Regions from separate parts of the Mus musculus genome. Here regions 2, 3 and 4 are each linked to region 1. A link is a contact called in public HiChIP or PLAC-seq and promoter capture Hi-C data. All regions are on one chromosome and are shown on one strand. The core of a region is the stretch at or near the end of the contact, and the rest is flanking DNA. Distances in the headings are between cores, read along the strand shown.

Evidence for each region. Promoter capture Hi-C pulls out the DNA fragments that hold promoters and counts their contacts. HiChIP or PLAC-seq counts read pairs in DNA pulled down with a chosen protein or histone mark.
Region 2: a contact with region 1 is called in a promoter capture Hi-C map of embryonic stem cells, with 2.3 times the contacts expected there. The contact joins the promoter of Zswim9 here to the promoter of Zfp551 in region 1. A contact is called at or near these places in 2 of 39 promoter capture datasets (embryonic stem cells and hippocampal neurons) and 1 of 9 other capture datasets (adipose tissue).
Region 3: a contact with region 1 is called in an H3K4me3 HiChIP or PLAC-seq map of stem cell-derived neural progenitor cells, with 3 times the contacts expected there. The contact joins the promoter of Ube2m here to the promoter of Zfp551 in region 1. A contact is called at or near these places in 1 of 39 promoter capture datasets (embryonic stem cells) and 3 of 115 datasets of contacts at active chromatin or transcription factors (extraembryonic endoderm stem cells, large pre-B cells and stem cell-derived neural progenitor cells).
Region 4: a promoter capture Hi-C map of hippocampal neurons shows a contact between it and region 1, with 2.3 times the contacts expected there. The contact joins the promoter of Zbtb45 here to the promoter of Zfp551 in region 1. A contact is called at or near these places in 3 of 39 promoter capture datasets (cranial neural crest, embryonic stem cells and hippocampal neurons), 4 of 484 Hi-C or Micro-C datasets (the C2C12 cell line, cortical neurons and embryonic stem cells) and 1 of 115 datasets of contacts at active chromatin or transcription factors (embryonic stem cells).

What each region holds. Positions count from the first base shown.
Region 1 is chr7:12,418,041-12,425,070 of GRCm38.p6, forward strand. Zfp551 (zinc fingr protein 551) reads right to left here and starts at 4,451. Exons shown (of 4, transcript NM_001033820.3): 1 at 4,350-4,451; 2 at 3,768-3,806; 3 at 503-626. The coding sequence starts at 4,448.
Region 2 is chr7:13,275,054-13,282,083 of GRCm38.p6, forward strand. It overlaps Zswim9 (zinc finger SWIM-type containing 9), which reads right to left and starts at 3,668. Exons shown (of 5, transcript NM_177312.4): 1 at 3,591-3,668; 2 at 2,093-2,375. The coding sequence starts at 2,367. It overlaps Lig1 (ligase I, DNA, ATP-dependent), which reads left to right and starts at 3,773. Exons shown (of 29, transcript NM_010715.3): 1 at 3,773-3,906; 2 at 5,095-5,168. The coding sequence starts at 5,152.
Region 3 is chr7:13,034,423-13,041,452 of GRCm38.p6, forward strand. It overlaps Ube2m (ubiquitin-conjugating enzyme E2M), which reads right to left and starts at 3,556. Exons shown (of 6, transcript NM_145578.3): 1 at 3,199-3,556; 2 at 2,144-2,238; 3 at 2,012-2,050; 4 at 1,790-1,893; 5 at 1,420-1,483; 6 at 698-1,332. The coding sequence starts at 3,307. The coding sequence ends at 1,192. It overlaps Chmp2a (charged multivesicular body protein 2A), which reads right to left and starts at 355. Exons shown (of 6, transcript NM_026885.3): 1 at 213-355.
Region 4 is chr7:13,006,124-13,013,153 of GRCm38.p6, forward strand. It overlaps Zbtb45 (zinc finger and BTB domain containing 45), which reads right to left and starts at 3,729. Exons shown (of 3, transcript NM_001360833.1): 1 at 3,513-3,729; 2 at 901-2,206; 3 at 1-257. The coding sequence starts at 2,206. The coding sequence ends at 1.

The sequences.
Region 1 (7,030 bases), core at 3,201-5,700:
GGAGGAAGAGAATGCACACATGTGAGTGACCCACACTAACTTATAGCAACTTAATCTAAAATAGTATATAGGAAAGAAACCATAACAAAACGCTTAAGACTCCTTCATGAATAGCTCACAATTCATTTTAAAATAAGCATGACAACACTGGCAATTCCTCACAAAAGCAGCCATAAAGAAATGACAACTAAGCCTGGTACATTCCTTTAATTCTAGCATTCGGGAGGCAGAAGAAGACAGATCTCTATGAGTTCAAGTCCAGCCTGGTCTACATAGTGAATTCCAATATATCTGGGGCTATATAGAGAGACACTGCCTCCAAAAGGGAAAAAAAAGAAAAAGAAGAAAGAAATGACAACTACAGGAACTAGGCAGAAACCAAGGCATAGGACACAGTAGAGAAAGTTTGAGACTTGTTATGACTCCTAAGATAGCAATCACTCTTGGGTAAAAATAACGGTAGACACCACTCTGGACACTGGGAGCCATGCAAGGACCTTACCCAGAGATGCCACAAGTGCCAAGTTTTCCAGCATCACACTGCAGTACAGGAGTCTCTGGGCCTTATCAAGGAGCACCCACTCTTCCTGGGAGAAGTGAATGGCCACATCCTCAAAGGACACATCCTATCACAATGGAAACAATTTAGCTTATAACCGGCTTCTCTTTCTGGACTCCAACTCAAAGCACTCCACTTTTGTTGTCCCAATATACATCTCTTGCTCTCTATATTCTCCATGTCATATCAAAGGAGACGCTCATCTACTGATTGCCCACTCTCTGCCTGCTGATATTGTACCCTTCCATGGAAACACAGGGAGATAAACAGAAAGATAAAATCTAAACTCAAGGCCTAGGATGAAGGCTACTATGCCCTCTTATCAATGCCGTGGCTGTCACAGAGACTGGTTAGGGAGAAAAATGGTTAGAGAGAAGATAGGCTAACTTAAATTTTGTCTTATCAGACAATAGCCCTGAAGACCCTAAAAATCTTCCAGACCCAAGGAACATGGGCTCACCTCTTTATCCTAAGACTCTTTACTACTTCTGGGGAAATTAGTTCACGCTACCTCTGCACATTTGTGCATCTAAGAGGTCAATGTTGGATGTCATGTTCAAATGTTTGCTGTCATATTTGGTGAGATACGCCTTCTCAATAAAACTGGAACTCAGCAGTTTAACCAGACTGGCTAGCCAGTGACGTCCAGGGATCTTCCTGTCTCTGCTCCCCACCCTCAATCCCACTGCTGAGGTTACAGACATGGTCCACAGGGCCCATGCTTTATATGGATGCTGGAAATCTGAACTCAGGTCCTCATCCATGAAAAGCAAGCACTTTGCCCACTGAGCCATCTCCCTACTCCCAAACACAGCTCTCTGAATCGTACTTTTCTTGTATGATTTCATTCCCACAGCTACACCCTCAGGATTACATGGCCCTGAATCATAGGAAAAAAAGAAGTTTATGATCCATTTCCTTCTGAAGACTCCAATGTAATGCACATCTCCCATCTAATCTTATCTGCCCATGATGAGATATAGGCCTGAGTACTACTTACACCAGGTTCTCAATCTCACTGACTACTCATGCCCATCACTAACACATAGAAGGATGATAGGCAACATCTAATTCTGGCCCTGGCATGTAGAGCTGCATGCTTTACTACCATAGAACTGCCCAGTAGTCCTGCCCATCCCTCATTCCATATACAACCAAACAAGGATTTGCAACTTTCATTACTATGTCAAGACCTTGAGATCATCAATTTGCACTTCCACCTTTTTGTTCCACACACCTCTCTATACATACAACCATAGCTACACACTGGAAGCAGCCCCTTGGCCTACCCATTGGTTACTCAACACATAGGATCCACAGAGTCCTTGAGGAATTCCCCAACCTCTCACAGACCCCACTACAAAGCAGCCCCAACCCTGTAATGATGGTATCCTACCTGATGCTATTCTTTGGTTCAACCTCACCCACTGTGGTGTTTTGAATAGATTTGGCCCCTGTAGACTCATGAATTTGAATACTTGGCCTAGAGGGAGTGGCACTATTAGGAGGTGTGGCCTTGTTGGAGGAGGTGTAACCTTGTTAGAGGAAGTATATCATCATGGAGGTGGGCTTTGAGGTCTCAGTTGCTCAAGCTATGTCCAGTGACACAGTCTCCTTTTGCTGCCTGCAGACCAAGATGTAGACCTCTTCGCTCCTCCAACACCATGTCTACATGCACACTGCCATGCTTCCTGTCAGGACAATAATGAACTAATGTTGAGGTTTGGTCATTTACTATGTATTGTAATGCTAGACACTGACCCCCAAAGCCTGGTTGCCCACAGAGATTCCACACATGTGTACAGCATGACCTTGGTCCTTGATTAAATAAAGATACTGACAGCCAACTGGGCAGAAGAGACACAGGTCAGGTTTGAGGTTCTCAAGGTTGAGGTCTGAGCAAAAGCACAAACAGATAGAAGGTGAAGAGAAGAGGAAGCCACCATGGGTTAGGTAAATCATGATATAGCCATGAGGGCTAGCAAATTGGAGTTAAGAGCTGCCCAGATGGAACATGGCAAATTATGCCTTGGGGTTATTGGTGGAGAAATAGATTCTAATAGCATAGAGGGTAGATATCTGCCCAGCTCTAGTGTTGATGAAGGCTTATTATAATAATAAAAGTTGTGTATCATTTATCCAGGAACCAAATGATCAAAGGGAGGGCAAAACCACTGACTGAGATTACATATTTCTGTTAACAGACTAACCTCTAAAACTATAAGCCAACCTCAATTAAATGTTTCCTTTCTAAGAATTGCCAGAGTCATGGTGTCTTTTCACTGCGATAAAGCCCTAAGACACCCACCAACAATTACCAGTGGAAGCCGGGTATTATAACTCATGCCTATAATTCCAGTACTTAGGAGACTGTCACAAGTTCAAAGCTAGCTTGAGCTACATTGTGATGCACTAGACCCCTTTCAGCCCAGTATAAAGAGCAGAGATAGTCGAAGTGATCAGACCAGATGTGATGCCTAGCAAAGACACTAAAACCTGTCACACTATCTCCAAGTTTATACCATGTGCTCTAGGGTTCCAGTTTCCTAGAGTCATCAATCCATGCTGGGGTGGGTTTTGTTGACACGGCTATCTAATGTTCCCTCACTCATACTCCTGTAAGTAACCCCAGTAAAGCTCACTGGCTTACCAAGTTGTACTTTGGTCTGTCCTCTCTTCCCTATCTGGGACTCCTAGATGCTTGTTCATGTCTCCACAGAATTACTGTCTACACAACACCATTTCCCTTCTTCCACAGTCGGTTTCCCGTGCAGCAGCCGGCAACAAGGAGCCTGAGGAGAATAAGTTGGCTTGCCAGCCTTCTCCACACCCAAATTTCCCATTGTCATTTCTACATATAAAGTACACATTCTGCTTTTCAGAGAATTATTCTGGGTCTGACACCTTCACCTCACTGATCCTTATTCTAAGGAGAAAGATCTTTCTGCACATGCCTAAGTAATTCAGTCTCCCCTTCAGGCACAGGCACATACTGGCACACACCGTGGGAGAAGCAACCTTCTACACTTCTGTTCACACTTGCCAAGAATTTCATACAACTCACAGCCTACACATCTCTGGGTTATGTACCTAACCTGTTCAAGACTGCAAGGCACCAGGCTACTAGGGCACACTGAGATAATAGACCAAGGACACCACTAACCTAAAACCTGTTGGTAGCATGAGGGTAATGGCAGGATCCACTTACCAGGCCAAGCTCCATAACTGGTTCTGAAGTCAGGGGAACCTGAAAAAAGGAGGAGGCTCTTAGAATCTAGCAGCCATAGGCGGTCTTCACAGGCTTCAGTCACACAGTGACCCTGATCACCGTGGGGTCAGAAGGCCTGGGATTACTACAAATCTGTCTATGCAGTGGTCCACAATTCTGAATCTCACCTGAGAGCTGTCACACCGGTGGCACAACTCTCTCCTGCCCCTCATATCTCCTCCTGTTTGTCCTTGCTCTGAGTAACTTCAGGAAAATTTAGAATCCTATTCCCGAATAGGATCTCTGTTCACAATTCTCACTGGCTCCCGGTGTCTGAAGAATTAAACTCAAATTCCTCAGGTGCAAATCGACCTCACAACTGCTTCTACAAACACTTGGCTACTAGGACTCAAAATCTTCCCTGCCTAGCAGCCCTTTCAGGAGGCATCCCTCTGCAACACTCACAAACCCCTGCACACAGCTGTTCTGCTGCCAGGAGCACCAACTAGGAACTTCAGGGTCATGATGGGGCCTCTTCCGGGGCTCTAGCGCTCGGGTGACAGCGCAAGACGCAGCACTTACCTGGGCTATGTTCCTGTGCATGGCCACAGCCATTGGATTCTGTAGAGGAAGCAAGGACCAGGTCGCCGAGGTCTCTTCCCTAGGCCTGGCTCGGGGCATGTGGGCGGAGTCGCTGGGCCTCAGCAGGGCCTCTGTAACACAGAGCAGCTCTTTGCGCTCTGCCATAAGAACTGCCCACCTCGCCGAGCTTCCAGTTAGGTAAACAAACCTCAGAAACGCCTAAACGACCACCAAAAAGACCACGCTGGAAATCTAGCTCCAGACACGAACCGCGCACTAGTCCACAAACACACACCCCAAAAAATAATAATACAAATAAATGCCGAATTTCCACGGGCTCAACTCCACCCCCATCGTCTCGCGTATTGCATCCCGGGAAATGTAGTTTCCGTCGCTCCCCAGGCAGGTACCCTGCCCCCAAGCCTGACCCCTATGAACTTAGTTTAAAAGAAAACAGGCATGCTTATATGAGTTTGTGACTACAGCTTTCTGGCGAGGAAAGATACTTAAATAAAACTGTTTCAGTATTCCTGGGATCTGTTGTATGGCTGATAGCCACTGTGATGATGTCTTATTTCAGACACCATGAAGTTCTTTGTGCATCAAGAGGCTATAAAGAAACAAATTCAAATGAACATATTCCGTATAGTAGTTTAGGCACTATATGTGTGCTTGTGTATCTGTATATTTATGTATACACTCAGGGACTCCATGATGCAGTTCTCAAGAGGTCATCCCATCCATGATGGATGAGACTTTATGGTATTTCAGATATTCGTGTCACCCATGTGCCTTTAAGAACCCCTCACCAGTGCTCACACACAAATGCTCTCTCTCTCTCTCTCTCTCTCTCTCTCTCTCTCTCTCTGTGTGTGTGTGTGTGTGTGTGTGTGTGTGTGTACATCATACATACATACCTATACCCATGCCTGTACCCGTACTTGTACACATACACATATGTGTGCAAAAACTGTTGGCTTGGCTATAATATGCATTTTTATTGCTGTTCAAACGCTTTCATTCAAAATCATTGATAACTAAATTTTTAACTCCCTGTATACTCAGTTAATGACAAGACAAAAACAATGTTAATTGGGTACATTGTATGGAAGATAAGGAACAATGTTTTGACTACCGTAGATCAGAAGCTAAAGGGACATCTTTGCCTCTTGTTCCCACAGACAGCTGCTTTCCTACCTATTTTCTAGTGATTGTGCCTAATGCGCAGATCCAATTTTATATTTTTCATTTAGTATGTCTTGTTCAACTTCCAAAGAAGCAGTTGCCTTAAGAATTTATAAATTCACTATGTCTTCCAGTTGCCCCAAATATATATTTGTCAAGAAACTGCTGAATGAAATTTTTTAAAAATTTAAAAATGCCTTGCTCCTAGATATGGTGGAGGAGGTTTGTTGTACACATGAGGAGAGCATTGCCAGACAGAGTCCAGAGTGAACATGACCCTGAGATAGGCAGTGCTAGGAGAGAGGGTAGGGGAGAGGAGAGATAGGAGAGACAAGAGTAGAAAAACAGATCAAGTAACCAAAATGGCTGGATTATATAGTGAAGGGCAGCTGGAGGGAGGGCAGCCCACTTCCTGAACTGGAAAGTCATACCCTGCAACAGGTAGGGACTAAAGGAGAACCGGGTAGCCAACTCCACTTTGATTATGTTAAATAGGTACCTCAGTTAGCTCTTTGTTCCAGGTTTGAGGCCCAACATCTGGAATTTAAGCTAGATAGATGGGTCATCAGTTAAGAGTACTGGCTGCTCGTGCAGAATAACCAGGTTCAATTCCAAGTAGCTATATGGTGGCTCACAACTTTCTGTAACTTCACGTCCAGAGGATCTGATCCCCTCTTCTGACCTCTGCAGGAACCAGTCCTACAAACAATCCACGGATACACATATAGGCAAAATACCCATACCCGTTAGATTAAGTTTTAAAAAATGGAATTCATCACCAGATGTGGCCTAGTTTATATCCCTGATGAAATGACTCATTAGTCCATACATATACAATTTAATTCCTGGTTTTCAAAAGATACAATGTAATAATTATTTAAAATATTTGTCTTTGGGTCTGAAAAGATAACCCAGTGGTTAAGGGCATTTGTTGTTCTTGTAGAGGGCAGGATTCATTTTTCAGCACCCGATCTTTAGCTGATGTTCCAGGGAACTTAACAATTTCTGGTCTTCACAGGCACCTGAAAATACATGGTACACATACATACATGCAGGCAAACACCCTCTCACAAAGCTTAGGAAGAAAACTTTTAAGACACCTGAGACTTTAGTCCTCTGAGAGTTTGGTTCAACATTTTAGAACCCAAACTTCCAGGACATCTTGAGTCCAACAGAAGTATCTATAAGACCTAAAGCCTATTTGTTTACACAGACAGCTGTGTTCATTTAAAGAACTATGTCTCAACAGTCATCTGAAGGATGGACTCAGAGATAACAAAACAGACATTCCACCTCTTCCACCACTGACAAAGGCCTTTTGCTAAGTTTCACTCACATTTCCAGTCCCCTCAACTGAGATCTGAGATCGTATCATCCTTTCCAGAATATGATTCAACACTGAGGGACACCCAAGGTGTTAACCTGAAACACACACACACACACACACACACACACACACACACACACACACACACACACACATACATATACATATA
Region 2 (7,030 bases), core at 2,418-4,917, 860 kb after region 1:
ACCAGGCTCAAATTTAGGGCATTGTTCTCATTCCATAGAACCCCTGCTCAATTGTTCTTCCTGGCATTTGTAGAACATCTGGGACAACAACTACAGATAGTAAACACCGTGTGTGTGTGTGTGTGTGTGTTTTAACTGTCCATGCATAAATATATTAAAAAAAACTTTCCAAGGACCTGTTTACTGTCATCTCTTCTAGAACTTCCCCTAAGATTTCAAGAACAAGATAGCTCAGTGGGTAAAGGTGCTTGCTGATAAGGGGCTGAGTTGGATCTCTGGTACCCACATGGAGAAAGGGCAGAATGTACTCCCTCGAGTTGTTCTCTGACCTCCACACCTAGACTGTGACATGCTCCTCTTTCCCCACAAAATAAATACATGTTAAAAAAAAGATTTTAAGTAGAGTGGACCACTTTCCTTTTCTCCACCTCCCATCTTCACTCTCAACTTGATTCTCAATACTGTATGTGGCTCTTTGAAATTTCTTTCTTCCTCTATGTTGCGCTTTCTCCTCCCTTCTTTCCATTCTTTTAGTCATTGTCTCTTAGATTAGATTCTCAGTGGTTCAAGAGCTGGGATAATCAACTGTGGTCTCAAAACACCCAGCATGCACACAAGAAGTACTCAATAAATGGTTGTTAAATGTTGAATTGTGTCCTGGTAGCAAAGGCAGATTCTGGATTAGGCCTGTCTCTTTTGCAAGTGCTCACTCACTAGACAGTTGTGTGAGGACACATGGTTGAAGTTGTTGCTCTGGTGCTAGACCTCTGAAGCTCCACTTCTACAATAAAGAACAAGAAAGAACCAGAGCATACCCCCACAACAAATGTCGATATACTTGGGGTAAGAACAGCTATGGAGTGCTTACTCCATGTTGGATGCCCTTCCAAATAATTAATAGGTTCTAATTCATTTATTCAAAATCTATGACACAGATACTTCTGTGTTTGCTTCCCAGATGTGCAAACTGAGGCCCAGGAAGGTGATGTTATCTTCTCCATGACCATAATTATAGGTTGACACCAGTCCTGAGTCTGTGCCCCTACAACTATCACTTAATTGGCTGCCCTGGATGTCAGACATGGGTAAAATGCTTTCTTATGCATGCTCATATATCCTCACAGTGGTCCTCAGTAGCAAGTATACATGTGACAGCCCCATATCAGGGATGCGAAAGCTGAGGTTTGAGGTGTGAAACCCATTGCCCAATGGTATCCTATTCCAGTAAGCGGTAGGGCTGGAATCTGGCAGCTCAAAGGCATAGCCTGTATTCTTAAGTACTCTGCTCTTATCCATGGCTTCAAACTAAAGTTCTCAAACTTTCTCTCAGACATACACAGGGACCACTAGAGAGGCAGGACAGAACAGCGGAGCTCTGAGCATGATGCAGTAAATAGTAGATTAAGGCAGAAACTAGAACTCTTAAAGGAATTCCAGCAGCTGACCATTTGCTACATAGAAGCATGGTTTTGTCATGTCCTATATTCAAGGAAGACTTCCTTAGTCCCAAGTGGCTCTCTTTTAACTATCTACCAACCCTTTGGTGGTACTACCCATTTGCCAGGAACTACCTACAAACTTACTCTTAACACGAATCTTCTGGTCAGTCAGAAAGTTCCAGATGGGTAGATTTTAATCTAAAATAACCCCAGCTCCCAGAACAGGATCTGGTTCTACACTGACTGGAGATATCTTCCTTTCTTATGGCTTTCTTCACAGTTCAGTCTTCCAGGCTGCTTTTTGTAGATGTGCAAGACCTGGCCCACCAACTTCGCTAGCTGGCTCTGGTATTTGGGGGACAATCAATTCTCCCCTGTCTTTTGGCTTGTTTCAGTATGCCTCTCACTCTCTACAATGGCCTCTACTAAACCCTGTATATCAAGTCTGGGTTGTTTTGTATTGAGTCTTATTTATTTCCTGGCTCAGACTCCATCTCAGTAAGTATCCTTCCTTGAATCTGTCCTGCCTGGCTTTTCTGTACTTGGCAGAATCAGTGGGCTTCTCTCCCTGGTATTAAACCTGTGGGTTGGAAGCTGTTTGGCTCACCCCTTGCTCCCCTCCCCCTGTAGGGTCACAGCTCAGGCTCACGCACCACGCTGTGGACTTGTTGGGCATGCGCACATCCTTGCACACCAGCAGCACGTAGCTGTACTTGAGCACGTGGATAAGCCTGTAGAGTGGGGGCGTGTTGGCCCAGGGGCTTCGTGCCACACGTGTGGAGCTCTTCACCGAGAAGACTACCAGTCGCTGCTGGCACCACTTGTCGAAGAAGCGGCTGAACTCAGCCCAAGAGAAGAAAGTTCGATCCAACAATTCCTGTTCCTCCTTCTGCACGGCTGCGCTCGGTAAGGGCTCTGTCAGCTCCATCCTGGGACCTTGAGTAGAAGTGGGGAGAAGAGCTGGACATCAGACCCATCTCCACCTGGGTTACCACAATTTCATCATCAGACTGTCTTATCAGCTACTGCTGCCTCAGGTACGTCTCAGACAAATCAAAGTGGTTTCATTGTTTGCTTTCCAGATAGGAATCTCCATCCCATTTTTGTGGTTCACCTGTTGCCTTCCCAGATTCAGTTGGCATTTAATCAATTTCAATCCTAGTTCCAGTTGCCTTAGATGTGACCTCTAGGTACAAATGGAATCAGTTCTACATATCTTGCCTTTAGCTCAGCTGTGAGCATCTTTGCAAATGTATTCCCAGCTTCTTGCTAAGATTTCTCCTTCTTCCAGATGTGAGTCCTATGCCTGGTGATAATATCTAGTAGTCCCATTCATCTGTAGCTCCCTTTCCCACAAGTCTACATTTGAGTGTAACTCATATCTACTCTCATAGCTAAGGCATGAATCTCTCATCCCAGTCATAATCCTCATACACCTTTCTTCTCCCTAGGTGTATCAAATGTGCAGCTGTTGCCCCTCAGATATGACTGCCTTGAACTGCTACTTTGATCTGTGTTTTTTGCTTCCCAGAGATGCTCTTATCTCCAGATGTGCTGCCCATGTCCAGTCAGGGATCATTCGCCTACAGGGGTGTGGCCCACTTGTGGCAAATTCAACTCAGAAGTGTCACCAATAGTCATCTTTGGTCCATACTCCTAAGACTTATTCTCCTCCTGGGCCAAGTTGCAGTCCCCTCTTCCCAGAAATTGCTACTATTCTCAATGTGTATCTTCGTTTTGGACACGGCGCCTTGTCCTCAGATGGGCTTCTTCACTACTAATGCTCCCCCGGGCCCCCACGTCCCGCTGAGCCTCTTGTCCCTTGCACAGCCCCTTTTATCCAGTTCCCACCTCTCGAGACTCTCTCAACCTGTCTCTCCGCTGCTCCTCCCGGCCTGACCATCCCACATAGCGGTGCTTCTCCACTCCTAAAGCTGTGCACCCTTCCGGCCCCCTCCCCCTCAACTCACCTACCCAACCCAAAGCGGCGTCCACCTCCCACAATGCCTCGCGCCCAAGCCCAGCCCGGCCCTTGCTCCCGGGATGCCCCGCGCGGTATCCCGCCTTTCTTCCCCTAGTGCCTGGCAAGGTGGCTTTCCACCAACCCTTCTCTTCTCCCCGACTGTCACCCTTACGACCTCGCAGGCTCACCGGCTCATCCACAGGGAGGACAGGCTTGGGGCCGCTTCCCAGCATGCTGTGCGGGACAGCGCCCCTCCCTCTCCCCACTCTGTCCCATTTCTAGGCTGCCTCACGCTCTAGAGACTACAACTCCCAGCAGCCTCCGGGCGATAGTTGCGGCACGCGCTACTCGCAGGCCCCCGCCCTTGCTCGTCTCCGCCCCCTCCCGCCAAAGTGCGCGCGAAATCTGTGTGGCGCGAATTTGGGGATTTCGGGTTTGCGTCTCTGAGCGAGCGAGCGAGCGAGTGAGCGAGTGTGGCGGCGTCCGGCAAAGTGATTTGGAGAGGCAAGTGGGGACGTGGGCACGGGCTTGGGGCTGGGGTCGGCGAGAGTGCCGAGCGCTTGTCGCCAGTGAGCTTTGCAGGTTCCGGGTGCGGCCAGCGGAACGGGAATGGGGACGTCGCGGCGACCGAGGGCGCAGGAGAGAGGGCAGCAAGGAGCCGTGTACAGGGAGAGCCACTGGCTGACTGGCTGACTGATTGACTGGTTGACCAAGGCCGCAGGAGTTTTGGTGTCTGCGGAGGACTGGTGGCGGCTTGGAAGGGCGTGACTAGGGAGAAAGCCTGGCGGTGGGCGTGGCCATCAGAATTAGTGGCGCCAAGAGAAGAGGGGCGGCCTGGGGCCGGAAAGGAAGGCTTGAGTGTGGTGTTTCACCCTGGACGCCTGCTATCAATCGGTGTGGGATGCTTGGTGTTATGGGACGCTTGTAATGAAAGCAAGGTGACGTCATTGGTCAGATAGTGGTCCGATTTGAAGACTAGAGAAGCTTGGCGCGATGAGTGTCAGGAGCCAGGGAAAAGGTGAGCTTGGCTGCCAGAAGGGGCACGGATGGGATAAGACTGGAGATCTGCAGACACTTAGGGGAGGGTCAGGTCTTGTTGCTTAGTGTATATGGAGTTGAAGAGGCAGAGAAACTTGAACAGGGAGGACAGAGGGAAGTTGTCAGGGTGAGGATGGACATTTGGAAAGGGAAGCTGGCCTTTGGCATTTGGCAGCCAAGGAAGGCTTCAGATATAGCTTAGTGGTACAGTGTTTTCCTAGCAGCAACAGACCCTGCCTGGGTTCTATCTTCAGTAATATAAAGGGGAAGGGGGCAGATAACGAAACTTAACTCTCAAAGAATAAAAATGTGAAAAAAAATAAATGTCAGTAAAATTTTCTCATTCTATGGAGAGCAGTCACCATTAAGATAGATCCACCTGTATCTATCCCATAATGCTGGGTTTACAGGCATGTACAACCATGCCTGCCTGACATTATTATTATTATTATTATTATAACATGGGTGCTGGAGATTCAAACTCATGTTCTCTCTCTCTTTTTAACAGCAGGCACTCTTACCCACTGAGCCGTCTCGGCAGTCCCTGAATACACTTGTTCTTTTATTTCCTTAAGAGTTGTGTTCCCCTTTCCCCCAAGTCTTAGTCTCTGGCACAGCCAATATCCTTAGCTGGTCTTTGGATTTCTTTTTCAGGTACAACTGATGAGAAAAAAAGAGCAAGAGAGGAAAGGAGAGACTTCTGCTGCCAACATGCAGAGAAGTATTATGTAAGGCCCCTGCCATGCTCAAGGCACTTTGTGTTGTGATGTTTCCTGGGAAAATGAGAGCTAACATTCACCCCAGATAAGGGCATTGATGACAAGCCAAAGAAATGATTCCACCAAAATTTAGCTTAGTAAAACAATTGAGTTATATGGTGTTACCTATAGGAAAGCTGATGCATCAGAGGCAACTACATCACTCCTAAGCTCACTTCAGCATGGGTGATGACTTCTGAAAGTTGCATCCCTGGAGCTATCTGCTCAACCTGCAGGCAATTCCACTGAAGAGACCCCTCACCCTCAGCAATTGCTGAACTACTTATGTAAACCTTGGGGAGGGGCTAGTGAGTCTTACAACTTTCTGAGCCTCTTCAGTGTTTTGAGCTTCCTGATTCTTGCCATCCCTCTTCCTTGCAAGAGGGAGTGTCCACATAATTCATTCTCTAAAACCCTGGGTTTTCTGCTTCATAGCTGCCTTTTCTGAGAAGACCTTGAGGGAGACCTGAAGTTGAAATTTCCTAGTGTTGAGTAGTCTAGAAAATGGGAAAAATTAATTAATTAGTTAATTAATTGCAGGCTGTGGATCCCTAATGTAGTAGTTTTCAGTCATCAGTTTTGCCCCCTGGAAACGTGGCAATGATTGGAGACATTTTTGGTTCTGACAGTTTAGGGGTTCTGTAATCTGCTTTTGATATCTAGCGGACAGAAGTTAGACATGCACTAAACCTCCCTCAGTGCGCTGGACAGCCTCAGTGCTAGTTCATAGCCTGTGTACTAATGCGATGTTTCATGTTTAAGAATGTGAAAGAGGAAGGCACTTGGTTTCCATAGTTGTAGGCTTGGTTAGATCCATCTACCAAAATGTTGCCTGGTCTATCTCTCTATGGTCAGCTGTGTTTCCTTTGATGTTACTCTCAGTCTGGCTCTCCCAAGATTAGCACTTCCAGGGTACCTCTCTCTCTATTTTTTATTTATTTTTATTTTTCTCTCATATTCTCTCATAGATTACATCCTTTCTGAATACCCCCCTTTACTCCTTCTAGCCCCTCCTCTCAATTTACTCCTCTTCCATTTTCTTTCAGAAAAAGGGCAAGCCTCCCAGGGTTATTAGCCAAGTTGGCATAACAAGTTACAATAAGTCTGGGCACAAACCCTCATATCAAGGTTGGATAAAATAAACTACTAGGAGGAAAAGGGTCCCAAGAGCAGGCAAAAGAGAGATGCCCCGTCCTACTTTTAGGAGTCTCACAAGAATACCAAGCTACACAGTCATAACCTATATACAGAGGACTTAGCCCAGAACCATACAGAGTCTGTAATTGCGGCTGCAGTTTCTATGAGCCCCTATGACCTCTGCTTGGTCGATTCTGTGGGCTGTGTTTTCCTGGTGTCATTTACCCTAATGGCTCCTATAGTTCTTCCTCCCCATCTTCTGTGGGGTTCTCCTGGCTCCACCTAATGTTTGTCTCTGCATCTGCTCCTGCTACATGAAGCCTCTGATGATAATTGGGCTAGGCATAAATCTGAGTATAGCAGAATATCATTATGAATCATTTCGTTGACATTTTTGTCTGCCAGTTGTGTTCAGTTCTATCCTGGGTCTCTGGGCTGTCCAGTCTGGTTCCTGGCCATCCTTCTCTCTCCTTTCTGACCCAGAGCTATTTATAGTCAAATTTTGGCTTGGGACAATCATGGTGGCTACAGGTGTGCAGTGCACTGTACTAATTTTTAAGGCTTGGGTTATGTGTCTGTGTATCATAGGTATAAGTGTTGGTCACTCATGTACTAAGAGAAAGAAGGGTGTATCAGATAAAGGAGGGAAGAGATACTAGTAGACTCAGACCTTATCATCTACCCTACTAGATACC
Region 3 (7,030 bases), core at 2,306-4,805, 620 kb after region 1:
CGCGGGCGTAGGAGTGACGTTCTCAGGCTCAGGACGTGACAGACACTGAACAGGTCTTGGAGATGTTGAGCCTGCGTACCGAGGGCAGGAAGAGGTGAAGACCTCGATGTGGGTAGGGACAGGCGGACCGCGCGGCATCCGATGCCTCGGCCCAAAGCCCCCTCCTACGCTGCCTACCAAACGGGACCTGCGGCTCAGCAGAGACCACTCACCGGAGCCGAGAGAACGATGGGTTTCCGCTTCCGGGTCACGCCTCTACCCCTCCGAAGCCTTGAGACTCCACCAACGACAACCCCTCGGTTCGGTAGCCCCTGCTGCGGCCGCCGTTTCCGGATTAAGCGACCTGACGTCACACGACCCACCCTCTCCGGGAATGCTGGGAAGTGCTAGGACGCACGCGCACAGCCAGCCACAGAAGCGCATGCGCAAAGGGCCACGCACCTCAGCAGAAGGTACAGGTCCCACCCAAGCCAGCCTCACAGGCCCATGGCGGGAGCACAGCTCGACTGGCTATTCATTCTGGAAGGCCCATACTCCACCCACTTTTGGGCAGTTAATAAATGGCATTTTAGCAAGTGCTTGGCTCGAACCAAATTAGGCCCACACATGGCATAAAGGGGCAAGCCTGGAAATGACTTGTAGGCTCCCTTATGTTGGTGTAAGGTCCAGGAGCTGAAATTAGCCGATTCTTCCATTGCTTGCACCTCATCCCAGTGAGTGGTCCCACCCAATCCACGGCCACATTTATCTTCATTATAGACGCTGGTGGACCTCACTTGTACCTCCCACCCCACAGAAGGAAGAGGCAGAGGCCATGCAGTAACATTCCCCTTTAATAGCCTGGTGGGACCTCCAGTGGTGGTGGGGTGGGTTGCTTGGGCCTAGCGACCCAGGCCCATTGCCCACTTACCCCACAGTCAAGAGTGGGGAGTTGGACAGCACCCAGCGGGAGGGGGGGGGCGCTAAACAAGCCAATTCATTTCCCATCGCTGAGCAGGTCGGGGGGGAGGCAGCACCGACCATAATCACGTGGTGGTCAAAAAAAAAATAACTAGGGGCAGGTGACAGGGAAGAGAGGCAAGGCCAAGGCAGGGGCCAAGGCTACCCCACACACCTTACCCGGGCCCCCAATAAATATTTGCAGGGGATGCCTGGGCCGGTAACCCTGGCAGGGATGGGTAATTGCTAACCCTATTTCAGGCAGCGCTCGAAGTAGGTGGACCCGATGTAACCACCTCTCATGGAGCGCTGCACATTTTGTTCAAACAGCCGCCGGTTGTTCTGCAGGACCTCAGCAGCCTCCTTGTTCAGTGGGTCCTCAGGGTTCGGCTCCTGTGGCCGGTACAAGTGGAAGTCAACAGGCAAGAGAGAGGCAGATGGCCAACAAACCCTCAGCTTCAAATGCCTAACCCTACTTACCAAGAAGAGATACTGCAGGCCATAAATTATGGAGTTTATCGTAAGGACTGGCTTCCAGTCCTCTCTGTGGGCAGAGAGCATCAAGGTTATCAGGGGCTGGTGAGTGGGAGGCTGCTACAGGCCCTGCTAATACTGAACAGGTTAGGCCCATAGAAGGCCTTTTAACATTGAAGTGTGAGATCTAAGAGTGAAGATACGGGACAGGGCAGGACACAGAGAAAGCCAAGGTCAGGTCATTAGAAAAACAACTAAGACAGAAACAGATTGACCATAAAGGGGAGGGAAGGACAGAGATAGATGCAGTGTCCACAGAAGGCTGAGGATACCTGGAAGGCAGGTCTTGGGAGGGAAAGGAAGGCAGTGCCCTCACCTGAGGATGTTGAGGCAGACGTTGCCCTCGAGGTCAATGTTGGGATGATAAACCATTGTTTCACACTTCACCTTGGGAGGGTCATGTGGGTAACCCTGTCCCACCTGGCTCCAGAAAAAGAGAAAGGAGATGGGAAGGTGTAAAAAGAGAAAGGAGATGGGAAGGTGTTTTGGTTGTACCCAGTCTTCTCCACAGAGCTACCTTTGTACACTTGAGACTCACCTTAAAGCTGAATACAAACTTGCCACTTTTGTAGAAGCCCTGGAAGAGGAAGGGGGAGAGTGAATGAAGACCCTACTCTTATGGGGCCACCCCTGGTCTGTTCTTGGGAATCCTGCCCTGTTTTACTCTTACTTCATCAGGACAGATCACCAGCTTGAAGTTGAGGAGGTCGTCTGGGTCTGAGAAGCTGATGTCACACGTCTTGGGCAGGTTCAGCTCGTTAATGTCTAGGTTTGGACAGCATGGAAAGGGAGAGAAACAGGTAAAAGAAAGGAGGTCTGGGCATGTGTCAGCAGAACCCATAAGTTCGCTTTCTAGACCTGAAGAGCTTTGTGTGGTGTACTTTAACTCAGTCTGTACTACTCCATATTCTTTCCACTTTCCAGTCTCTACGTGGACTCTTCTGGATACACAGTATCCCATATACAAGCATCTTCAAGTATAACTGCCCATCTCTTGGGAAAACCCTTACCCAGCTAAGTCCTCCACAAGTTCCCACAACATAGTCCCCAAGAACCTCTACTCCCATAACCCTTGCTTCCAAGAACCCTGAGCACCTTAAACCTGAGGTTTTCTATCTCTAGTCATTATCTCCACTCACTACTGTTTATCTGTCCACCGCAATTCAAGGACCATGACACCGGCCCCCCAACACTAAGTCACCCCTTCTCATCAACCACCCACCTCCACTGTCCTTCCTCGTCTCCATCTTATTACAAGCCCAAGATCCCATCTCATCCTTGAGATTTCCTGTATGGTAGCTTAAATTGACCCACACTCACATTTTTTAGTTCCTGTAACCTTCTTTTCTCCCTCCTCTTCACCTCAAACTCAAAATTGCTCTGCCTGACCCTCTGGACCTGAGTCTTGGGCCACGAGTCCCCAGTTTAAAACACTAAACCGTCTCCCACTTATTCCCAATTCGTAACCTTCACAATCTTCACGACACGGCACCCCAGAGCAAAGTTCTCGTCTGACTCTCAAAACTATACCCCTCCCCTAACAGATTCCGCGTCCCTAACACTCCAGGCCCGAGTATCCCAACGCCCCAATCTATGACCCTCCCTAGTGACCGCACCCCCAGTCCCGCATCACAACCCTCGAAACCTGACCACCAATACCAAATATCAGGGGCCGCATTTTCTCGCCACGGTCCCTGACCTCGAACGCAGGGTCCCGACCCCTACCCTTCTGAATCCGGAGCTGCGCCGCCGACGCCTTCTTGCTGCTGCCCTTGGTGCCGCCGGCCGACTCCTCCTCCTTCTTCTGCTGCTTCAGCGAGAACAGCTTGATCATCCTGCCGCCGCCGCCGCAGCCCGCCGCCGCGGGGGCCCGGGACCCCGGCCACCCGGCCCCCCGCCGCCGCCTGCGCCGCTTCCGCTCCTCGGACCCGCTACCGCGGCCTCCTCCGCTGCCGCTCGCCCGGCCTGCCGCGCTGCTCCGCGCCCACCGCACGGCCCGCCTCGGCTCCCGTAGTCCGGCTCTGGCCTGGCTAAGCACCTCGGGTGTGTTCGGAGGTGCTCGGGAGGACTCGGCGATCCTCGGCCCCGCCCCTGCTACGGTCCCCGCGCCCTCCTCCCCCTCTTCCGCTTGGGTCTGGTGAGGCCCCGCTGCGGCTGCGGACGCCGGCCTTTACAGGTCCGCCGCTCTCCCGCCTACTTGCTCCCTCTGCTAGGAGGCTGCGGTGAGGTGGAAGGAGGAGGCGGTAGCCGCGCTTGCGGCGGCAGGGTACCGCAGGGTACCGGTGGAGGCTCAGCTTCCGCGGCAGGCGCGGCTTCGATGCGGAGGTCGGCAACGGCCTCGGGCGCCCCGCCGCTTCGGCACTTTCCGTCGCCTGCCCACTTCGGTTTTTCCTGCCTCAGCTGTGCTCTGCGCCTGCGCAACCCTTGCAGCCCCCTGGTTCCTCCTCATTGTAGTTTGAGGTTCGGTCTTTTTCGGTTAAGCTCGGGTATTTCCGTTTGTGGAGGTGACTATTCGGCGGTCTAGCGGGTACTTCCTGGGACGCGCACCCAGTAGAGTAGGAAGCAGTGCTTGCGACCATTTTTGAGCGAGGCGGGTAGTGAGTGGCCGTTTGGCTCTCGGTGGTTCCATTCAATCTTACACTTACGCGGAGCGCAGCGGAACCGGGCTAGACTGGATCTTTGCTCTCTGAGGATTCAGCAAACGCAGGGCCTGGACGTTTTAAGGGACGTTGTCGAAGGGTGCAGAAGCAGGCTCCCCTAATCCCACCGCAATCCCAGATTCGGATTGATGTAAACTAGTTTAAATTTCGAATTGCTCTGGAGGCTTGAGGCATCAAGTTGGCTTGAGCCCAGGCGCTCAGGGATACCCTAGGCAACACATCGAGACTCTTGTTCCTTAAAATAGATTTCTATTGTGCAACAGGCTGTGAGCAACTGTGTAGTTCTAGGGTCCAAGGTGGACGTGGGTATAGGACTCATAACTGCGGCTTAGAGAACAGCAGAAGTGGCATTGGCTCTCTCGAGTGGCATTGTGCCTCTCGATTGGCTTATGTTGAGTGAGCTTAGGGTGCTTGGGAGGCAGAAGGAAATAGCTCAGGATGGGTCAGTGACTTCAGGCTGTCATCTAGGAATCCAGCCGAAGCCAGAGTCTAAATGCTTCTTGTTGCTTGTCTGGTCACAGCTTGAAAAACATGGCCAGAACAGGTTCGGACTCTGTTCTGCTCTTTGCCATCTGACAGCATTTGTGCCACCCAGCATGACCCGCGGTTCTACATTCCAGACTTAGCCAGCAGCACCCTCCTCCTCCTGACTTTTTAAGGCTAGCTCATTCTGAGACTCAGACAAATCACTCTAGAACTGTTCATTACTGTCTTGTCAGTTACCATTTTTGTCAGTTACTATCTATGCTGACTATTTTTGTGCAGCTGTTGTTTTTCTGGCTTGCTTTCTTCCAGATAGGATCCATCTCTGTAGTCCAAACTCAGCACGTAGTCCAGGCTGATCTTGAACTAACATTATTCCTGTTGTCTCTGTTTCCTGAGTGCTGTGGTTACAGATACATCCCTCCTTTTTCTGACCCTTCTAAAGTCCTATGGCTGTGGCTACATGGGGCTCTGGCTAATCTTTCTGGTCCTACAGTTCTACTGACTGGGGTAGCACTTGCCTGCCTGTGTTCATTCACTACCCCTCAGATTGGATTCTAAATTATGCTTAGCTTAACTCAGGATCTTTGGTAGCCTGTGAGACAGGAGAGATCAACACTGAAAATTATGGGGACTTAAGAAAGGAATAGAGTGGCTGGAGAGATGGCTCAGTGGTTAAGTGCATTGACCGTACTTACAGAGGTCCTGAGTTCCCAGCAACCACATGGTGGCTCACAAGCATCTGTAATGGGATCTGACACCCTCTTCAGGTGTGTCTGAAGACAGCTACAGTGTACTCACATACATGAAATTAAAAAAAAAAAAAAAGTGGTGGTGGAGGAATAGAGCCTCTGACTCTGTAGCCTGGTTGAACCTGATTTTTCCCTTGGAGAAGTAGGAATGCCAGTACAATGAACAGCTGCTTCAAGGCATTTCTTCCCTCTCAGCTGTAGACCTACAATTTTCTAGGAATCTCACCAGAAGCTCCATTATAGGAAAAAGGTGTGTCCTAGACATGTAGTAGCTTCTGGTCTTACCTTCTCTGATTATCCCATCCCAGGCATCTCTGCAGCCACCCTCTAGCCTTTTCAAAAGAGGAAGGAAACAAGTTTCTTAGCAACCGTTTGGAATGTGACTTGAGAGCCATGAAAAAGGTATTATAGCTAATGCTAATACAATTGAGGCTATCCCTTGAGGGTCCTATATATACCACCTTCCCCCATTCTCCCTCTGCAAACATGTAACTACACTTGATTATATGTTATGTTGTCTATTTCTGAGCACTTCTCTCATGCTTAGAGCTTATATTAAAATATCCATACTTTGCTTTTTACTTGCTATAGCTGAAATTCTTTTCTGCACTAGAGCCATGAATCTAAGTTTGTCCTGAGTCCAGATCTCTGTATGATTAGGGTATTTCACAGGCAGCTAGAGGTTGCCACATGGATCTGTGTCTTTGTCCCCTCACAACTGACAGTTGGAGGGAATAAGAGTGTCATAGGGACTGGGGACCCCCTTGTTCTGCACAGGATCAACCTCTCTGTGATGTGGTTTGGCTTGCCTACTTAACCTTGAAGCTATGTCCATGTTTGGAGTATCCAGATGAAGGGGTAAGAATAAGTAAAACTATCCACACAGAAGTAGCTTGGACACACTGCCCTTAAGATGGTTTTCCTGGAGATGCTAAGGCCAGAGCCAATCTGACACAGCTACCCAGAGAAAGGCCTTAACTGGGGCTTAAAGCCTGAGCTGAGTCATGTTACATGGGGCTCCTTTGACTACTTGCACCCCAGTGCCCCTTGGGAACTGTGCCAAAGTCATAGACAGTGAGGTGGAAGGGAAGATGGCTATTGCAAAGGCAGCAGATATCATGGTGCCCCAGGCCTGAAGTGTCTAGGATCATGTAAACTGTTGTCAACTGTATTTCCTATGACTTCCTGCTAAATATACTCCTCCTGAAGACTTCCCAGGATGAAGGAGACCCTAGTAGAGCTATGAACAAGAGTCATGGCAGAAGGAGCCTGTGGCTGGAATGAGGGGAACTAATTCCACAGGATAGAGCAACTGAGCCTGGGCCTGCAGCCTGGGCTCTCTAATTTGGGAGTCCTTTCTTAGTACCTGTTGGCTACAAACCCATAGGTATGGGAAAAGCTTGACATGTCTGAATTTCCATTCTGTATCATGGCCACGTCCCATGTCCAGTCCTCAGTGCTGCTCCCACTGGCATGAGGAAAGCTTTGCCTGCTTATGACAGATTGAGTGAGGGCTTGGGGGCAGGGTGCTGTTAGGATGAAAGTGATTGGACAGTGGATTTGGGCACAGGGAAACAATGTCATGGGAACTGACTCAGAACAAGATGGAGAATTTGAGAGGTAGGCAATCCATTTGGAAGCCCATGCCCTCCCAAGGCTCTG
Region 4 (7,030 bases), core at 2,479-4,978, 590 kb after region 1:
TCAAGGTGCAGGGTGAGCTGCAAGGTGTCGCTCCAGCAGTGCACGGTGTGAGAAAACTTTCCCACAGGCAGGGCAGGGCGCACGCTCAGGCCTATGTGTGCGCATGTGCACGTTGAGGGAGCTCTTCTGAGTGAAGCGCTTGGCACACACTGCACACTGGAAGGCTCGCACGCCAGTGTGTGTGACCATATGCTTGAGCAGGTAATCGCGTAGCGAGAAGGATCGCCAACACACAGCGCACTGATGTGGCTTCTCCCCTACAGATGACAAAGCAAACCACATATTAGTCTGGCTTGCTCTCCCTGGAGTCTGTCCTGTAGGGACTCCTCTATTCTCCCCTCCTGGGTCAGGTCAGAAAGCTTTTGCTTGTTAACGAAACCACCCTGGAATCCCGCTCTGCAGGGAATCCCTCTCCGGCACCCACATCACCATTTAACTATGCCATCGTCTACCAGGGACCCTAAAAAAAGAACCCTGTCTGGAACGCCACCCGCTGCCCATTCGGGCTACACACACAGATCTTGCCCAACTCGCACCACATTCTTCTATTCAGACCCATATTGTGAGCCACTTTTATGGGAAATAATCCCAGCTTCCTTCACGTCAAACCTCTTCCGGCGGCTCCCACTGTGGAAGCTGGCCAGTTTCCTACCAACACTTCCTTTAACCTGGCCACCCCAGGCTGAGTCTAGCTTTCCAAAGGCCTTGAAGGCTTTTTTGGAAAGGCAGGCTCCCGCTTCCCAATCAACCCCTTTCCAGGAAGAAGCCAAAACTCTAGGCTTTTAGGGTTAACTCAAAACAAAGCTTCTCAAGTGCCCAATCCCAGGCAGGAACCAAACCGCCCGTGATTAAGGATCTCGTAAATCTGTGCGAGAAAAGGCGATTTCCTTTCCCACTCACCAGAGTGGATGAACATGTGCTTGGTGTAGTTTTTCCGCGAGCTGAACGTCTTGCGGCAGTGGCTACACTCATAGGCGGGTTGCTCAGCACCTTGGCCACCCGGGGCGCGCACAGGAGTGCCAGAGATGGCTGTGGCCTGAGCGGCAGGGGCCGCTGGCACCGCCTGCGTTTCTCCCAGCTGAGCACTGGGGGCTGCATCTGGCTGGAGCGTGGGGTAGAAGGTGGGCGGGGGTGCAGGGGCTGGCCCAGATGGAGTAGGAGGTGTTGGCGCTGGGGGGCCGGGAGCACCCAAGTGAAAGGGAAAGAGAGCCACGGGGGGCCCTGGGGTCTTCACACCTGTTGGGCGAGGCCCAGCCAGGGCACAGTCGGGTGGAGCAGACGTTTCCACCGGACAACTTTCTGGCCCTCCGCTGCTTTCCTCATGCCAAGCGGACACATAACTATCTGGGAACACATCTTCAGTGACCCCAGTCCCCCGAAGGAAATCTCTCCCGGCACCACCATAATCAGTGATGCCAGTGGATGCAGGGGGATCCTCTCGAGCGCTGTCAGCTGCAGTGGTAAGGAAGCCCCCTGCACAGTCGGGGAAGGCAGGGGGAGCCTGGCCCTCACCCGGGCCGCCGCCGCCTCCTTCACCTTCTTCAGCGTCGGTTTCTTCATCCGTTTCCTCATCGTCATCCTCTTCACCTCTGTCTTCAGGCGCGGCAGTCAGCGCTGGCTCCGCATCAGGCCCCTCAGCCTTGATGGGTGCTGGGGGTGCAGGTAGCTGAAGACGCGCGGGCTGGCGCTGCTTGCGGCTGTGCGCGGCGTTGGGATGACCCGGGGGGCGGGCGGCCAGCAAGTGGCGCAGACGGTGGCGCAGCTGCGCGGGTGCTAGTGGAGGGGGCACGGGTGGTGGCAGAGGCGCAGGCGCCGGGGTGTTGGGGACACGGGCACGAGCGATGATCTGTGTGCACTCGTCAATGACGGTCTGGATGCGAAGCACCGACGCTGCAGTGAGTACCTGCAGCGCTTCGCCCTGTGCCACCACCAACGAGCCGCTGTAAAGGAACTCGACCAGCTGGCGCACTGTCTGCGCAGGCACCACTGGTGGCACACGAATCTCTGAGTGGCCGAGCAGCAGTTTATCCTGAAAGAAGGGTGAGCCAGCGGCCAGCACACAGCGGTGAGCACGCAGAGAAGCCTCACGGATGCGCACGGTCACATCACAGAAGTGACCGCCTAGCCTCTGCCCATTGAGGGTCTCCAGTAGTGAGCGCGAAAAGTTCTGTAGGTGGATGTGGTGCACTGCCTCTGTGGCTGCCATCTGCAAGAGGAGGAGACAATGCGGATGGCTGTTTTCTTTTCTAGTCTACCCTAGTCAGATTTCCATATCCTAGTACCACGAAGGCCCCAAGCAGATCTATGACTACCTCAAGAACCAGGTCCCATTAACTACTGTTATGTGGAGGTTTTCAGAAGGGTGGGGAGGCAACTTGCCTCCTGGCCGAATCATTTAGGAACACCCCTTGAGGCTGAGGATTTGTGCCTGCCATACCCAAGGGAAGCAAATAAACAGTACATATAACAAGGCCTTTGCAACCTTGTTTCTTCTTTGCATCACCTGAGAGGTGCTAACTTTGGGCTTTGAAAATGCACCAGTGATGTGAAAGGCCAGCAAGCTGAAATTCAGTGTTGTTTAGCAATCCCCATAGTTCTTATGAACCCGAGACTATCATCCTGGCACTAATCATACTGAGGGAAGACAGATTCTTCCATCACACACACACACACACACACACACACACACACACACGCACACGCACACACACACACACACACACACACACACACACGCCCTCCGCAAAGGAGCTGGGAATCAGAATTGTCAGTTAACCCATCAAGCAAATATCTCCAGGTCTCTGGGCCTGTTTCCTTATTCAGCAAACAAGGGTGTTTCCCTTGGATCAGATTGCATACACTGCTCTAAGGGAAGAGAATCAAGATTCAGGATTCGCCCTGACCACCAGCCTGTCTCTCTAGGACAGACCCAGAGCAGGGCCCCATTTAATCCTGCCCCTTACAAAAGGACTACTGAGATCTCAGACTCAACGATTCTAGATCCTTAACACAAAAACACCCTTCCCTTTCTCTCGGAGTATTGCACACATTGTGTCAGTTACCACTGGCCTGGCCTACTGGAAGTCGCCATGCAGGGTCCCTTCCACACTCCCACCTCCAGGCCTTTCCCTCACGTGGCCGCCAGAGGGAGCCTGCGAACCGGGTTTATCTGGGACCTCTATGATGATGAATTAATTCTTCAAACCCACCAAGGCTTTGAACCTGTCTCTGCCAAGCGGCCTCCTTTTTCAAATAATATGCCAACCCATAACTCTTCCTCAACCCCATCCATACCCTACTTCTCGAACGCCCGGACTCCTCAGATGCAGCAGAACCTTCCTGAATGCCTCAGAACAAAGGCACACTCTCCCACATCTCCTACAGCATTCTCGCTACAACTCCCTCACCCATGCCATGCACCTTGTTCCATCAGCCTGTCTCACTCCCACCCTATCTATGCCAGAGTCCCCTTCAGGCCCGCTACATCTACCCCCAGTTTCCCGCCTCCGCACCCTGCCCCGATCCTGCAGCGCCCTCTTGTGTTCGCAACGTGCACACCGATCCTCACGCAGGCGTGCCGCTCCTGGCACGCCCCAGCCTTCTCTGGGACTCTGAGGCAGGGGGATGCCCGCTCGACCCCACCTCCGACTCCTCAGGCAGCAGGTCCTGCAGGTCCTCCTGCTTGTCAACTTGAAGGCCGCACTTCCGGGCGCTGAAGCGGAACAGATAGCCTCGGCACAGGCGGAACGATAGTCGGGAGCACGTTTCCGGTGTTCCTCTTTAGACTAGGCAGTCGTTGAGCAGAACTTCCGGTCTGGTCCGCGCCACAACCAAAATCGCAGAAGCTGGGGACCGAAGAGCTGGGGATCAGTAGGCAGAAGGAGCAGGAGTCCGTCGTCTCCAGGCTGATCCGAGCGAGCTGTCAATCACTCCTCGGGCCACGCCCTCAGTACTCTCAGCGGGTCTGGAGAGGGCGCTGGATGGAATCCAGAGGCTTTTTTTTTTTCTCCCAGGTGGCTTTTCTCTTACACGGGAAAAGTTTCTCTCTCTCTCTCTCTCTCTCTCTCTCTCGATTTATTTATTTTCTATTTATTTTATGCGAGTACATTATTAACTCTCTTCAGACACACCAGAAGAGGGCATCAGCTCCCATTACCGATGGCAGTGAACCGCTGAGCCATCTCTTCAGCCCCGAGAAGTTTCTCTTGAGTCACTTCTGCTCGCACCCCAGATGAAGAAGCTTTGCAGAGCTTCCCTGCAGTCATCTAAAGAACACAGGCCCACCTTCCCAAGGAAGCCTCCTCATTCGGTGCTCCCACCTCACCCCACCCAGACTCTCGGGAATTCGCTGCTCTATAAATGAATGGTTGAAGAACCCCAGCTTGGCCACAGATCAGAATAGAATGTAGGACACGAAGTGGGCTCGGAAGTAGTCAGATACCAAGGAGCAGGGACTAAGTGCGTAGAGGGAGAGAACAGCCAGAGAGTTGTCCAAGCGGGGCTCCTACGTGGTCCTTTTGTTGTCCAAGACACCCATGAACCAAACCTCTCAAGTGGTGGGTTGGCCTTCCCTTCCCCTCTGTTCTTGGGGCAATCAATCAACCACTATGTAAGGCAAAAGAGAGGCATAGAGCTCTGGGCCTCCGTGTGAATGGTACTGAGGAATCTAGTGGGTGGTGCCGCATGAGGAAGATGTCAGGATGTTTTGTTCCCCATCCTGGACCCATGCTGGGTAGCTGTGTTGTATGTGTGTTTGAAAGTCTGGGGAAGCCAGGCGGTGGTGGCGTATGCCTATAATCCCAGCACTTGGGAGGCAAAGGCAGGAGGATCTCTGAGTTCGAGGCCAGCCTGGTCTACAAAGTGAGAGTTCCAGGATAGCCAAGACTATACAGAGAAACCCTGTCTCGAAAAACCAAAAAAAAAAAAAAAAAACAAAAAAAAAAACCTCAGAGGTTGAGGCAGGAGCGTCAGAAGTTCAAGGTCACCCCCCAGATATCAGAGTTGAGCCCAATCTGGGTTACATAGGATGCTATAGGAGGGGGGGGACCCTCAAAATTTAACAGCTAGGAATGCTTGTAATCCTATTACTTGAGAGGGAGAAGCTGGACGAATGGGAGTTTAAGACAGCCTCAACCATAAGAACCTGCTTAGCAAAACAAAACAAAAACAATAAAAAACACCCAAGTAAATGAGCTGGGACAATTGCTTGCATGCATGAGATCCTGGGTTGAAATAATTAATAGCAGGCTAGAGAGATGGCTCAGCAGTTAAGAGCACTGACTGCTCTTCCAGAGGTCCTGAGTTCAACTCCCAGCAACCACATGGTGGCTCACAACCATCTGTAATGGGGTCTGATGCCTTCTTCTGGTGTGTCTGAAGACAGCTACTGTATACTCATATATACATTAAGGAAATAAATCTTTTTAAAAAGAGAGAGACAGAGGGGAAGGAAGGAAGGAAGGAAGGAAGGAAGGAAGGATGGATTAACAGCAAAATGACAAGCATAATGGTCTGGCACCTTTATCTCTTAAGATTCTTAGCCCAAGAAAGAGATCTTGCGGGCTGGAGAGATGGTTCAATGGGTAAGAGCACCTACTGCTCTTCCGAAGATCCTGAGTTCAGATCCCAGCAACCACATGGTGGCTCACAACCATCCCTAATGAGATCCGATGTCCTCTTCTGGTGCATCTGAGGACAGCTACAGTGTACTTAGATATAATGATAAATACATCTTTTTTAAAAAGAAAGATAGATAGAAAGAGACTTTGCCTTCGCCCGCTAAATCACTCCCTTCACACTGGACAGCCTTTCTCTTTGCTCATTTCTCCTCAGCAAATGGACCCTTCTCTGTGCCCATGTGGTTCCCTCACATTTTTTTTTTCCTTTTTTTTTTTTCTGGTTTTTCGAGACAGGGTTTCTCTGTATAGCCCTGGCTGTCCTGGAACTCACTTTGTAGACCAGGCTGGCCTCGAACTCAGAAATCCACCTGCCTCTGCCTCCCAAGTGCTGGGATTAAGGCTTGCGCCACCATGCCCAGCTTCCCTCACCTTCTTATTAGATTGCTATGCCACCAGGCTCTCCTTATCTTGAGGCTTCTTAATCTTCTGTCATGTAAATTGTATCCTCCATCTTGGAGCCTCCTATAGTAACACACAGGCACAGCCCTATCCTGGGCTGCCTTTGAGCTTTACATTATAGGCCTATAAGCATCATCAAGTTAATCTGAGAAGAAGGAGTTCGAAATCTAAAACCATCCTCCCAAATCTACCCAGGGTGGCACATGCCTTTAACCCCAGCACTCCTGAGCAGAGGTGGGCAGATCACTGTGAGTTCCAGGCCACTCTAGTCTACCTGGTCTACAGCCTTCTAGAACAGCCCGGGCTACACAAAGAAATCCTGTTTCGGAAAAACAAAAACAAACAAAACCAAAAAAAATTCAAAAGGGGCTGGAGAAAATTCCCTCAGGGCTGAGACCTTGGTGGCTTTTTAGATTGATTTGTGCTGTGGGCTTTTTGTTGTCTGTTTCTTGGGTTTGTTTGGTCGTTTTGTTTTGTTTTGATTTGAAATTTACCCTAATTTATTTATTTTTAAGTCAGGGTCTCACTATGTAGTCCTTGCTGCCCTGGAACTTGTGTAGAACCTGTATGCTTTTCCTTATTTCATGCAGTATAGGAGATCCCAATTTAGGATCATCTCCAGCCCTCAGAAAAACTAATACCTGAAATGAGTATCCTTGCACCTCACAGTGGCAGGCAAACTTTATGTGAAAGTGCCAGAGAAAAGTTCACTGTTGGTCATCGGGTTGCCGGCAAATCTAGCTCTACGCAGCTGTATGCCTGAGGTGCCGGCTTTCCTGCTTGTTGACTAGGGTGCACGTCATGTTTCTGCCCCCTCATTCTGTCACATGCCTAACCCTTTCTAAGCTTCTGGATCCTTCTACTTTAAGTATCTGCCTCTAAGAATTCCTTTTATTACTCTGGAGTTACCCAAACAATCCAGGATCATCCATTAGAAACAAACAAGGCCGGGC